Linked DNA regions of Bos taurus: all the other regions are linked to region 3. A link is a contact called in public Hi-C data. All regions are on one chromosome and are shown on one strand. The core of a region is the stretch at or near the end of the contact, and the rest is flanking DNA. Distances in the headings are between cores, read along the strand shown. Region 1 holds the start of HBEGF (heparin binding EGF like growth factor). Region 2 holds the start of CYSTM1 (cysteine rich transmembrane module containing 1). Region 3 overlaps CYSTM1 (cysteine rich transmembrane module containing 1).

Region 1 (3,926 bases), core at 874-3,373, 110 kb after region 3:
TTCACAATAACATGTTAAGTGACTAGAACACAGAAGACACTTAGTAAATGGTAACAGTTACTTATTTCAGGTGACAGGATCCCTAGACTTGAAAAATAGTCTTTGCCCAGCAAACCTGAGAAAAGAGAAGAGACAGGTGCCAATAGTCCCATAGTCCCCTGTTCCTACCGTGCAGACCCAGGCCCCTTCAGAACTCAGAAGAAGCAGATGCTCAGAGGAAATTAGTGACCACAGTTGTGGTGAAACTGAGGCAGGAGAAACGAGCCAATCATAAAAGGGAGGGAGAGAGTGACAGGGTGACAGTCAGGCTCCTGCTGGGGAGAGGGAGCAGTGAGTCAGGTCTGCGAGGTATGAGGAGCAGCTGTGTGGGTGGAGAGTGAGTCACAGCCCAGCTCTGCCCTTCCTAGGAGAGGGCCAGGAGAATCCAGGTTGTTCAGGCCAGGGGTGATCCCCGCCCCCTTGGAGGGCTACTGTGAAAGGATGGAAGGTGAGAGCCCAGCCTCAGCTTTGGAGTGGACAGCACCTAAGGTAATCCCTGGGTAAGGAAGAAGAAGAGTGGCAGAGAAGCAGGCAGAGTTAGAACAGGTGGGTATCTTTCCAACCAAATATAGTCATTCCGGGGCTCCAGGGCTCAGTCCCTGCTCCACCCTCAAGAATCTCTGCAGGTGACTGGGGGCAGGGAAACAGGCAATACTGGAGGCTCTGGACTCTGCCCTGCACTTGTATGTACTTGGCCACAGCACCTTTGCTGGTTGAAGGATCCCACCTGGCCCTTCCTCCTCTGGAGCCCCTCTCAGGGCCTCCAAGTGGTCAGGAAGTATCCAGGCTTGTGAAGGATTTGTGGACACCCAGCATATCAAAACAGCTCTCTAGGGTCCCAGTGCTCGCCATTCACAGCCTCCCCAAGAGGTGCCGGCCTCACCTGGCAGGACCAAGTGTTCCTCATTCCCCACTGTTTCCCCAACCTGGAGACAGGTGGATGCAGGAGACTAATCCTGCACACCTGGTATGTGCCTAGCACCTCCACATCTGTGATTTTATACATAATAGTCAATTAATGTGGAAATTAGATCTTGTGCACATTTTTATATAGAAACTCTAGGGAAAGCATCTCAACCAGTCCTTGTTCCTGTCACCTAGCTTACCTCAGAGAAGAACACACAAAACCCAAGCACCTTGCCTGTCTCAATTTGCCCCCAAGTATGCAGAAGGGCAGCAATGTGGCATGTGAGACCCGAGGACAAAAAAGATAACAGGACCTACGTTCTAGGATCCCCCAGGGAGCTTGTCAGGCCAAGAGGCTTTTCCTTGAAGTCCTCTCTTGAAAAGCTCCAAACCACAACTGTGCCCAATCGGCATAAATGCCAGATCCTATGATACTTCAACTGACCACCAGGGTCCGAAGATGGGCAGCCCCCACACGCACCTCTGAAAAGGTCCAGGTTTGCCTCTTCCAAGTCCAGGACTTCCCGGCCTTGGCCACCTCCCGCGGGCAGCAGCTGGTCCGTAGATTGAGTAGGGGTGTCCAGATTGCTGGTTCCAGCAGCCAGGCCTCTCCGAAGCCGCTCCAGGCTCTCGCCAGTCACCAACGCCGAAAGCACTGCGGGTAAGGGGCGAGGCCGCCTCAGACCCCCAGCCCAGACCCCAGTCGCCATGCACCGCGGCCGGCTCCCGCAAGCCAGGGAGCACGGGCCCCACCAAGTGGCTCGCGCCGGGGACGCTGCAGCGATCTTCCCCCGTGCCCCCAGCAGAGTCCCCATCCCCCCAGACCTCCGGGAGCGGCGGCAGCCCGCTTACCTGCAGCAAGAAAGAGCTTCAGCACCACCGACGGCAGCAGCTTCATGGTCCCGGACTCGGCGGAGGCGAGGCAGCAATCACTTTGGGGGGCGGCGACCACCGGACGCTGGCACGGGAGACGGGCGGGAGAAGCTCTGGAGATCCCGGCGGGCACGGTCGGCTGCCGGCCTCTGGGTGCAAGCCTGCCTGGGATTTGCGCGGAGCTCGCGGCCGCTGGGCGTCTCTCTATTCACTCCGTCTGTCCGACCGCCCGAGCCCTAGTGCCTCAAGCAAGAGAGCCAGCTGCTTGCCGCGCGCAGCTCCCTGGGTCGACTGAGCACTCCTCGGCGTGCAGCCTGGAATAAGGCTTCGGGAGGCGCCGAGGCTCCGCCCCGCCCCCCGCGGCCCCCTCCCGCCTCCCGCTCTGGGATGCCGGCCGGGCTCCAGGCGCCGACCGCTCAGCCCCCGACCCCGCGGGCGCGGCGGGGAAAGGGGGCGGGAGAAAGGGGCGGCGCTCACATATTTTGGGACTAGGCCAGTGCAGCCGCGGCCTGACTGTGGGTAGGGCTGCTGACCGGCAGGTGGCGGGGACCAGTTCCTACCTTTCCCCAAATGCTGGTCCGCCGCTGCAACCTTGTGACCGCTGAGCTGCGCTTCGCCCTTGGACACCCCTCGTTTTTTCTTCTCTTCCAGGCCTGGTCTCTTCGGTTATCCGTGCTCTAAACTAGAGATCTCCGCCCATGTCTTCTTCTGAGTTTCAGAAACCTGCTTCTTTGCCTACCCACAAATCAAGGAGTAAATAATAATTAATTCATTTATCATTTAAAAATTAAACACATGAATGCCAGCAAGTGCAGCTGCAGGCATCTGGTATCAACCCAGCAAAAGCAAAGGAAGTTAGTATTCTTCCATCCACTGGAGTGGCTTCTTTCCATCTTTGTCCCAGATGACATAGTCTCCATTAGGATTTTTGAACTCTGGATTATAATTCCCAGGCTTCTGGGATTGAAGAAACACAGGCTGTGAAACAAGCCTCATACTTTTCTTTGTCTTTGAACGCCATCTTCTTCAACAGAAAAGCTGAGCCCCCTCCCACAGGACCCAGCTGGCTGGCCTACGTTGCCACCTTCAACAGGTGCCAGGAGATTGATGTGTTTCTCTAACAATCTATGTATTTTTACAGAAATCCTCTGGAGTCAATGTCCTGACCCAAAGAAATAACTCTCAGTAGGCATTTCAGCTCCCAGGGACATGCTGGGGCGGGAGTTGTATGACACAAGGCTGGGTTGGCATTCAGAGCCCTCAAATTGTGCCAGATAGAGCTGCTTGCCTGCTTCAGCCCATGTGTAGGGATAAAAACAGGCCTGCTATTTATACACAGCCTGTTCCACTCTCCCTCCCCATCCATAATTCTGCAGGAGTCCATGGGGCTCTGGCTTCTTAACTTGCCCCTAGCAACTACCCCCAGGTTTAGGTTTCCACAGTGCCCTGGAATCACTATAGACCTTAGCTGGAATCCTGACTTGGCTTCTTACTGTGTGACCTTGGACAAGATGTTTAATCTCACTGAGTCTCAGTTTCCACGTCTCTCAAATGGGAATAACAAAAATAATAATGCCTACTTTATAGAGAGCTTCTTGAAGATTGATCAAGGGAACAGACATGTTCTAGTAAATGTGCCATATTATTATCATTATTATTACTAAGCATTCTACATTGACCATTCCATTTCCTTAGAGACTTCTTTTCTCTCCCTTCCCCACAAGTCTGAGGCTTCATGTGTGGTTGGGCTGGTTTTAGGAGGAAGCTTACCTATCACCTATTTGGCCAAGCGCCACTGTGGGATTGTTCCTTTGGGTGATCAGTATCGGGCCTAGGACCTCAGTAGACAGTCACCACCCAGGCCACACCTTTGTTCTCCTTCAACAGCTGCCTGACAACCTGCTTCCCCACAACAAAACTGCCTCAGGGTTAGGGCTCTCCCCAGGGGAGGGTGGGGGGAACACTTCCTGACACGCAGCCAGGTCACCCCTCCCCCGGCCCCTGCCAGGGCCACACCCTGCTCTCCTGTCTCAGCCTGCCTCTCACAGGCTCTGTCCTTCCGCCCTCTCACCCTCACATCAGTCGTAGCCCATTCACGGGGCAACTCC
Region 2 (4,042 bases), core at 740-3,239, 67 kb before region 3:
TCTTCCAACAACACAAGAGAAGACTCTACTCATGGACATCACCAGATGGTCAATACCGGAATCAGATTGATTATATTCTTTGCAGCCAAAGATGGAGAAGCTCTATACAGTCAGCAAAAACAAGACCAGGAGCTGACTGTGGCTCAGATCATGAACTGCTTATTGCCATTATCCCAAACAACTCAGTAAAATGGGAGTGGCCAAGGACCTTACTGAAAACACCATTCTTCTCCCACAGCATGGCCCTGTATGTCCAGCTGCCCTCTCTTCCAAGGCAGTTAACCCTGCCCCCACTCTCATCTCACCTTGCTCTGCCCACATTACAGCCTCAGAAGCTCTGAGCTTTCCCATAGGGCCTCCATCAGGTTCTTCTCACTGCTCCTCCTTCCTTGCAGTCCTCATTTTTGTAATCTCCCTTTCCTTAATGCTGTTAGCACACCCTTCCTTTCAGTAGTCCCTCCTCAAACCACTGTTCCTTCTTCCTCTAGATCCCCTCTCCATTCTCTCCACTCCCAGACTTCTCCCCTCTACTGCATCCCTCAAACCTCATTCCAGCGCAGCTTTTCCCCCACGCATCCCTAACCTGCATTTAGAGCTCCTCTCCTCAGCCCAACCAGCCACCCCAGGTCTGGCTACCCCTGCTCTGCTCCCACCATCTTCCTGCCTCCTAATCTCTGCTCTTTGGGACCTGGGCTCATGTTTTAAATCTCTTTCCTTTTAGTACAACTCTGTCTGGAGCCATGATTCTTCTCTTTCACAGCTGTCTTTCCCCCACCCCATTTATATGCTAGTTTCTTTTTTAAATGTATAAAAATAAACAAGTGTCACTTGAAACAAAACTATTAAGTAAACAGTACAGGTGGTACTTGGATATGAGATGCACCACTCATAAACTTTTAATCTTCAAGGATCGTGCCTTAAGTACCCATTGCCAGTCAAAGATGCTCACTAGAAGTTATTTATAAAGTAACTTTTTGGTTTAAAATCCCATACTCTAAGAGGGAAGGACAACATATATGAAACTTCCATAGTGGTGCAGCGTGTAGGAGAGTAAAACTTAAATGGAACTCAGAAAGAAGTAAAGGGATAGAATAAGCAGTGGCTCTCAAACCAGGGCCTCCACAGGATCTTACATTTTCATTTTGAAACTGACGGTCTATGTCTAGTGACTGGAAAGTCACAGAGATGTAGGCATACCATCATAGTGAGCTAGGGGAGGAAACTGAAGGGAAAATCAATTTCTAAACTGAAAACAAATCGGACTTCAACTAGGACTTTCAGAGTTGTGCTAAGCTTTGCTCTGGGTGTTTCAGTGCTTTCTCTTTCTGTTGGCAGAGGAGGAGGGCTGCAGGACTGGAGGACTGGGCTGGCCTACAGCCTGTTCTTCATCCTGAGTGAATGAAGTCTTACTATTATATTCTCCAGCAAAGGCTGCACTACTTGTTGTGAGGCTTATGGGTAAAGTTGCCAGAGAGCAATCCAGTTACCAAACTCAGCCCCAGTCCTCTCATGTACAGTTTTCGAAGCAAACCCTCAAACCTAGTTGGATCTAGAAGAAGACGCGGAGAGAAGCGGCCCACAAGCGAAGCCTGCAGCATGCCTTGCACTGAATCCCTTATGGGTTCGGTGAGGACACAGGCCCTGAGGCCAGGCACTTGCCCTGACGGTGAGGGGATAACGTCTGGAGTCTCGGAGCACTGATCCAGCCTGAGGTGACTGCCTTTTGGAGCCTCGGGTATCCATGCCCACTTATCCATGCCTACTTTAAGGCCAGAGCAGGGAAGCCGGAGCCGGACGGCCGGACCCGGACCTCGAGTTACCGTAAACCGCTCGGGAGCTCTCTGGGTGGCGCCTCCGGGCCTCGCTGCTCGGGGCGGGGCTCGCGCTGTGACGCCGCCCCCCGCCTCGCCCCGCCCCGCGCGTGTTGCCAGGGTGATCAGGTGACTCCGCGCTCGCGGCGCTCGGGGAGGCCGTGACGTCAGGCGAGCCTAGTCACCTCTCTTGCTCCTTGGCAGGTGCGGCGCCACTTGTGCGGTGTCGTCAGGTTCCAGCGGGTCCCGGCCGAACCAGTGCTCAGCGGATTCGTAGAGAGGAGAGGTGAGGCCCGCGGTGGACCCGGGCCCAGCCAAGCTGGGACCAAGGAGGGGGTTAGGCGCGGGCAGCGCCCTTCCGGGCTTTTGCGCACCCCCGAGCTCCCCAGAGGGCGCCGGGAAAGCGACGGGCTCCCGGGCGCTATGGGCGGACTCGAGCCGGGAAGCGAGCAGAGCTGGGGGAGAGGCCGGGAGCCGGCGGAGCTGTTGGAGCCGGCCTGATACACACCCCAGCGCTTAGCGGCTGCTCCTCCGGGTCCAGTCGCAGCGCCGCTGGCTGAGGCTGGGAAGATCCCGCACTGCCCGCCGGGGCCTCTGGGCCGAGGACTTAGGGGCTCCGCGTAGCGAGGAGTCGGCTGACTGAGAGCTAGGCTTGCCACACCCGGTCTCGAGGGACGTCTGCGGGAGGCGTCCGCGTCTCTTCGCCTTGAGCTGCGATTTCTAGAGTGCTGCGGGCGACCCACTCCATGCGCAGAACCGAGCCTGCTGGGGACGCGAGGCCCGGCGGGAGCTGGGACCAGAGGTGTTCAGAAAAGATGTTTCAGTCCTGTTGAATGCGGTTGATAGAAATGTGAATAGACCTGTTGGGGGGAGTGAAATCTGAGCGGAGCCCCAAGGGATGGGGCTAATCTCCGGCAGCTGTGGGGGTTGGAAGAGTAGGGGGAGGGAACGGGGACCTCTGGGAAAGAGACCTTGAGCTGGAAGTAAAGGAAAGACTTACTGGATTGAGTGCTAGGGAGGTTTTGGGGTCGGAGGAGAAGTTTGGAAAGTTAGGTTAGGGCCCATTTGAAAAAACTTTTGAGTGCTTAGCTGAGGGTTTGTGGGTGGGAGCCCATTGAAGCGTCGGCTGGATTGCGGTAGGGGGAACACTGGTATGGGGAGACTGAGGAGGCTGTTGTGACAGCCTGGAAAAGAGATGACAACGCCTAGAACTCTAATCTGTTGGGATTCTGGAAACCTTGCTTCGGAAATGTTTGTAGGAGACAGGGATGGGGGCGTAGGCAGCCAGGTGCCAATTATCCTAGATTTTTAAATAATTCCTTCTTCTGAGGGAAAAGAAGCACCCAGCTGCCTTCTCTTATCTCATTTGATCCGATCAGTTATGACTGTTTACGGGATTTGCCTTCCTCCATATGCATTGAGGTTGTATTGTCCACAGCACTTAACCCTTTAGAGGTTTCAGAGTGTTCTACAACACCTCTTATACCTTGCTGCTGCTGCTGCCAAGTCGCTTCAGTCGTGTCCGACTCTGTGCGACCCCATAGACGGCAGCCCACCAGGCTCCCCCGTCCCTGGGATTCTCCAAGCAAGAACACTGGAGTGGGTTGCCATTGCCTTCTCCTAGGTGAAACCCAAAGTGCAAGTGAATGATAGGAGATTTAATGGCACAGAAGTTCTTGAAGGATAATCAGTGCCCAAAACATGAATATGGGGGCACTGGGGAAGCTGAAAGGAGTTCCATGCTCTTTGTTAATTGTAGAACAGATTCCCCCCTTCCTACCTACTACTTTCAGTGTGTGGGCTTTCCAGGTAACGCTGCATAAGTGTTAATTGGCCATTTTTGTCTTAAATTCTTAAGAAGTGAGAAGAAGATATTTTGATTATTGAAGAGGAATGATTGATGTACAATTTTTTACAACTCTGAAATTTACTGATCCTGTGGAGGGGGGGAATTAAAAAAACAAAAAACAAAACAGCTGTCCCTTTTATATTGAATCTTCCACAAACTTCTCTTTTCTGGAGGAAGTGAAATAGCTGAAACTTCTCACCAACTTGTTTTGTATTTGCTTGACTCCAGAAAACAGAATTGAACCTCCAGGGATCCTGTACAGTAAAAGCCAGTTGAGGGAATTGCTGAGAACTTGGCAAGGTTTGTGTATAAATGGAGAAACCAGCACAGCACCCAAGGGAGGACAAATCCAGAGTGGTGGTATCTGGGCAAAGCGAACTTC
Region 3 (3,700 bases), core at 580-3,079:
ATGAACTGGTGGGCCAGCTCCCAGCCTGCCGTGCCTTAGAGTAGGTGTCTTGGGACACTGAAGCAAGAAGAGGGACACAGTCGTGGAAGACATGGCTGAAGTGGCAGAAGGAGCAGGGCAGGCGTGAGGCCCGGGAGGGCCGGTGCTGTCACAGAGCGCGAGAGGACCAAGGCTGTGCCGGTGCACCAGCCCGCATCCCTCCTGCCGTGGAGAGAGGAAACTGCGCCTCACCTCTCCTGCTCTTAACCTCCAGGCTCCAGTGAAAACCACACTCCCTTGACTGCCTCTATGCTCCTGGCCGCCCTTCATCCCCTACGGCAGCCCTCCCCCAGCGTATTTACCTGGTGCTCGTGGCCTTCAGAGCAGGTGGCAGAGGGGTACTGCCTTTAGGACAGCTTCCGTCCCGGGTGCAGCCCCCTTGTGCTGAGTAAAAAATGGTCCCACCGCACGTGCACACCCAAGGAAAGCTCGAGTGCATCCTCAGCCAGCAGTGTGTTGTCTCTGGCTGCTCGGAAGGCACAGGAGCTGTCCTGGGGCCGTCTTGAGATTGTACTTATTCTTCAGATGCATTAAGATTTTTCCCTCTTCCTACCTCTTGGTCTGAGCAGGAGGAGGGCTGTTCGGCATCCTCTGATACCTCGTGCAAGGCTGGCCTTATGTTGTTTTGGATGCTGGTTTAGAAGATGGGGTGAAGACAGCTGAGCACTGACCACAGGCCTCCTGCCTCTGGCAGAGCTGTCACCTCCACCGGGGGCACTCCCGGGGCGGCGCTGGGCTGTGGTGGTCTCAGCAGTAAAGGAGCAGCATGGGGTGCCCACCATTGGTCTGAGCCTGCACAAGAGGCCAAGGTGCAGCTTCCTTCGTTTCTGGAGCAAGAAGGCCCGAGATGTCAGAACTGTCTGGAAGGCCCCGGTCTGTTGTATTTGCTTCTCCTTACTAGCTTCCTGGGCTGGGACTGCAGACAGATGCAGGCACAAGGACTAACAGCCTGCTAAGGCTCAATTACCACTTCAAAGCCCTTGATTAATCATTTAAAATGTCTGAGCTGAGCAAGCCGAGGTTTCAGATTCCAGGATGGGGCTGACTGAGAACTGGAGCCTTTGGCTAAGAGTCTCCACTCACATTCCTGCCCGGGTCCCTGTGTGGCCTGGAGCCTGCTTGCCCACTGCATGCCCAGAACCAGGGTTCTGAGTAGCCCATGTGAATACCTGTTCCCTGGGTGTACACTACGGTAGTCCTAGAATTTGGGACTGCTGGTTGGTGTGGCTGGTGGCCCCGGAGAAGACCCCAGGGCTCGGTGAGCAGGCAGCTGGGCCCAGGGGGCTGCGTGCCTCCAGGCATCTTGCATCTGTCTTCTCTGCTTCCAGCTGAGGCAAGACAGTGGATGAGGATCCTCTGCCAGAGTCTGCTCAGCGCCCCTGGGCCTTTCTGACCGAGGCTGGGCCTCCAAGTCACACACATGCTCACACCCCCTTCCCTCTACATCCCCCAACCCCTACACCACCACTACTCACGCCGTCTTTTGCACCTGCATTCACGTGGCAACTCTGAGTATTGGCCCCACTCCTGGAATGGGGCTGAGGACACTGAAGGTTGGTACAAAAGGGCCGTGTCGGGGCAAGGCAGACAAGCTGGTGAAGGAACCTCTAGACCTGCTCTCCAACTCAACCACAGTTTTCTGGAAATTGAGAGTCTGTTCAGTCCCTTTCCTGGGACCAGGGCACAGGCTGAATAAGGTGGCCTTGACTCCTGAGATACTACACAGCAAATGGGGCGGTAAGCCTTTTGGTTGCTATGTGCGTGGGCCCATCTGTAAAGGCCTGCCTGCGTTAGCAGGAGCTGGTGCCCAGGCTGGCCACAAGGGGGCACTGGACCCCTCAGTAGGAGCGCTGTGTGCGCAGCCCCTGCACACACCAGACCCTGCACACACCAGACCCAGTGCCCCTCACTGGGCACTGACTGCTCCCACTGCACTTTTGATCCCTCTCCATTGTTCCTTCCTTTAAAAGAAAAAAAATTTTTTTTAAATTCTGGAATAATTGTAGATTTACAGACGAGTCAGAAATAGTACAGTTGCTGTGTACTTTTGATCCAGCCTCTCTTAATGTTTAACATCTTACATAACCATGGTCCTGCCACCCCCACCCCCCATGCTCAGCTCGCCAGTACAGGCCAGTTGCCAGAAAGGCTCATGTGGCCTGGGTGTGGAAACACATGCGTTAGAATCCTCTACGCCCCAGTTCCTTCTGGGGAACCAGTACGGCCAGCGAAGCTGTGGTGTATATACAGTGCCCTGACTTAAGGTACCCAGGGAGGCTGTCCTGGCCCAGGACTCGGGCAGCAGGGCTGCATCCTGACTGCTGAGCTAGGGCAGTGTGGGAGCTCTCGGGGGGAACGGGGGTTCACCACTGCAGGGCAGGGATGGGGAGGGGTGGCAGAGTAGAGGATGTGAGGAGCAGAAGCCTCGAGGTGGGGTGGGGCCCGAGGCAGACCAGACCCGCTGCTCAGTGCAGCAGGCCTCTCTGAAGGAGCAGTACCTCAGACTGCGCAGGTAGGCAGGGCACCTAGGAAGATTCAGTTATAAAATACGCAGTTTCCGGGCCCCACAGTGGGTGCTGTGAGGCCTTCCTCAGAGCTTTCTCCTGTGCCCGTCATCCCTGCTTTGGTGATGGGAAGCAAGCAAGGAAATCACTTCACTCCTACCTCCAGACCTACTTTACCAAACAGACTCCTCCACACCCCCGCCCCCGTCTTCTCTACAGTCTGGGGGGATAGGTTCTGTCCTCAGCTAATGCGAAGGAAAAAGACATAATAAGGGCTTTGGAAGACTCAGTGCTCCAGGAAATAACTGACCGGGTTTCTAAGGTAGGTACAGCACTAACTACCCCCATCAAGGCTGACGCAGCCCTCGGGCTTGAAGTTCTGTTTTTTCTTTAAGCCAGACTGACTATTTCTAACCTCTGTAACCACTGTCTGGGGGTAATCAGCTGAGTCTCTCCACTGCACCAGGCTGTGGAGGACGTCATGTGAAATAAGCCCTGGCTAGGACAGATGTGGACAAGAGGAGGAAGGTGACAAGAGGAAGCAAGACGGAGACATCTTTGTTTTCCTGACGAAGCTACCTGTGGGTCAGTGGTTCTGACAGGAGGAAGGGCTGGGAGTGGGGAAGCCGGGAGCAGACAGGTGTCCTGTGGGGCTGTGAAGGCCCTCAGCATAGGTTGGGGCACGTAGTGAGCACCTCGTAAAGGCAGCTTGCGAGAGACTGCAGGGCCCAGCACACAGGAGCCCAGCCCTGGGCTAGGTCTCTGGCCTGGGTCCAACAGGCTGCCTTTGCAGGGGAGGGAGCCTTTCCGTCCTCAGGGCAGCAGAGCCAGTCCCCTGTCAAGGAGAATGCAACCAGAGATTAGGCAAGGGAAGCCACAGCCAACCCCTGTCCAGCGCTACCCCTGCAGGATCAGGGGAGGCTGGGAACCTGGGTCGGTCATTGGGGCAGAAATGGCAGGTCGCCCTGCCTGGGGCTTTCCTGCTCTGGTGACCCAAGTTGGGTGTGCGATGGCTGGTGAGAGAAGACTGTCCTGGAGCCCACTCACTCCTCTGCTCCTCCTGGTCCCTTTGCTATCTTAGTTGGGGCCTGGGCTCACATTCCTGCTCTGGCTGTTTCTGTGCTTCAACAAGAGACCTGACCTCTCTGAGCCTCGAG

Evidence for each region. A called contact is a pair of places that touch in the nucleus more often than the background predicts.
Region 1: a Hi-C map of blastocyst shows a contact between it and region 3, with 2.6 times the contacts expected there. The contact joins the promoter of HBEGF here to the enhancer-like site in region 3.
Region 2: a Hi-C map of skeletal muscle shows a contact between it and region 3, with 4 times the contacts expected there. The contact joins the promoter of CYSTM1 here to the enhancer-like site in region 3. A contact is called at or near these places in 3 of 11 Hi-C or Micro-C datasets (liver, skeletal muscle and an unstated tissue).

The regions. Positions count from the first base shown.
Region 1 is chr7:51,542,660-51,546,585 of ARS-UCD2.0, forward strand. HBEGF (heparin binding EGF like growth factor) reads right to left here and starts at 2,124. Exons shown (of 6, transcript NM_001144090.1): 1 at 1,798-2,124; 2 at 1,427-1,600. The coding sequence starts at 1,843.
Region 2 is chr7:51,362,580-51,366,621 of ARS-UCD2.0, forward strand. CYSTM1 (cysteine rich transmembrane module containing 1) reads left to right here and starts at 1,990. Exons shown (of 3, transcript NM_001078164.1): 1 at 1,990-2,097.
Region 3 is chr7:51,429,797-51,433,496 of ARS-UCD2.0, forward strand. All of the region lies in intron 2 of CYSTM1 (cysteine rich transmembrane module containing 1), which reads left to right. It overlaps LOC132345757 (a long non-coding RNA gene), which reads right to left. Exons shown (of 2, transcript XR_009495279.1): 1 at 342-3,700. Among named protein-coding and RNA genes, the nearest start is that of CYSTM1, 67 kb to the left of the region's middle. Within about 2 kb of position 1,830, at least 29 of the 102 cell types and tissues checked have an H3K27ac peak or open chromatin away from gene starts, as enhancers often do. A contact at or near this core is called in blastocyst, liver and skeletal muscle, where this site is marked.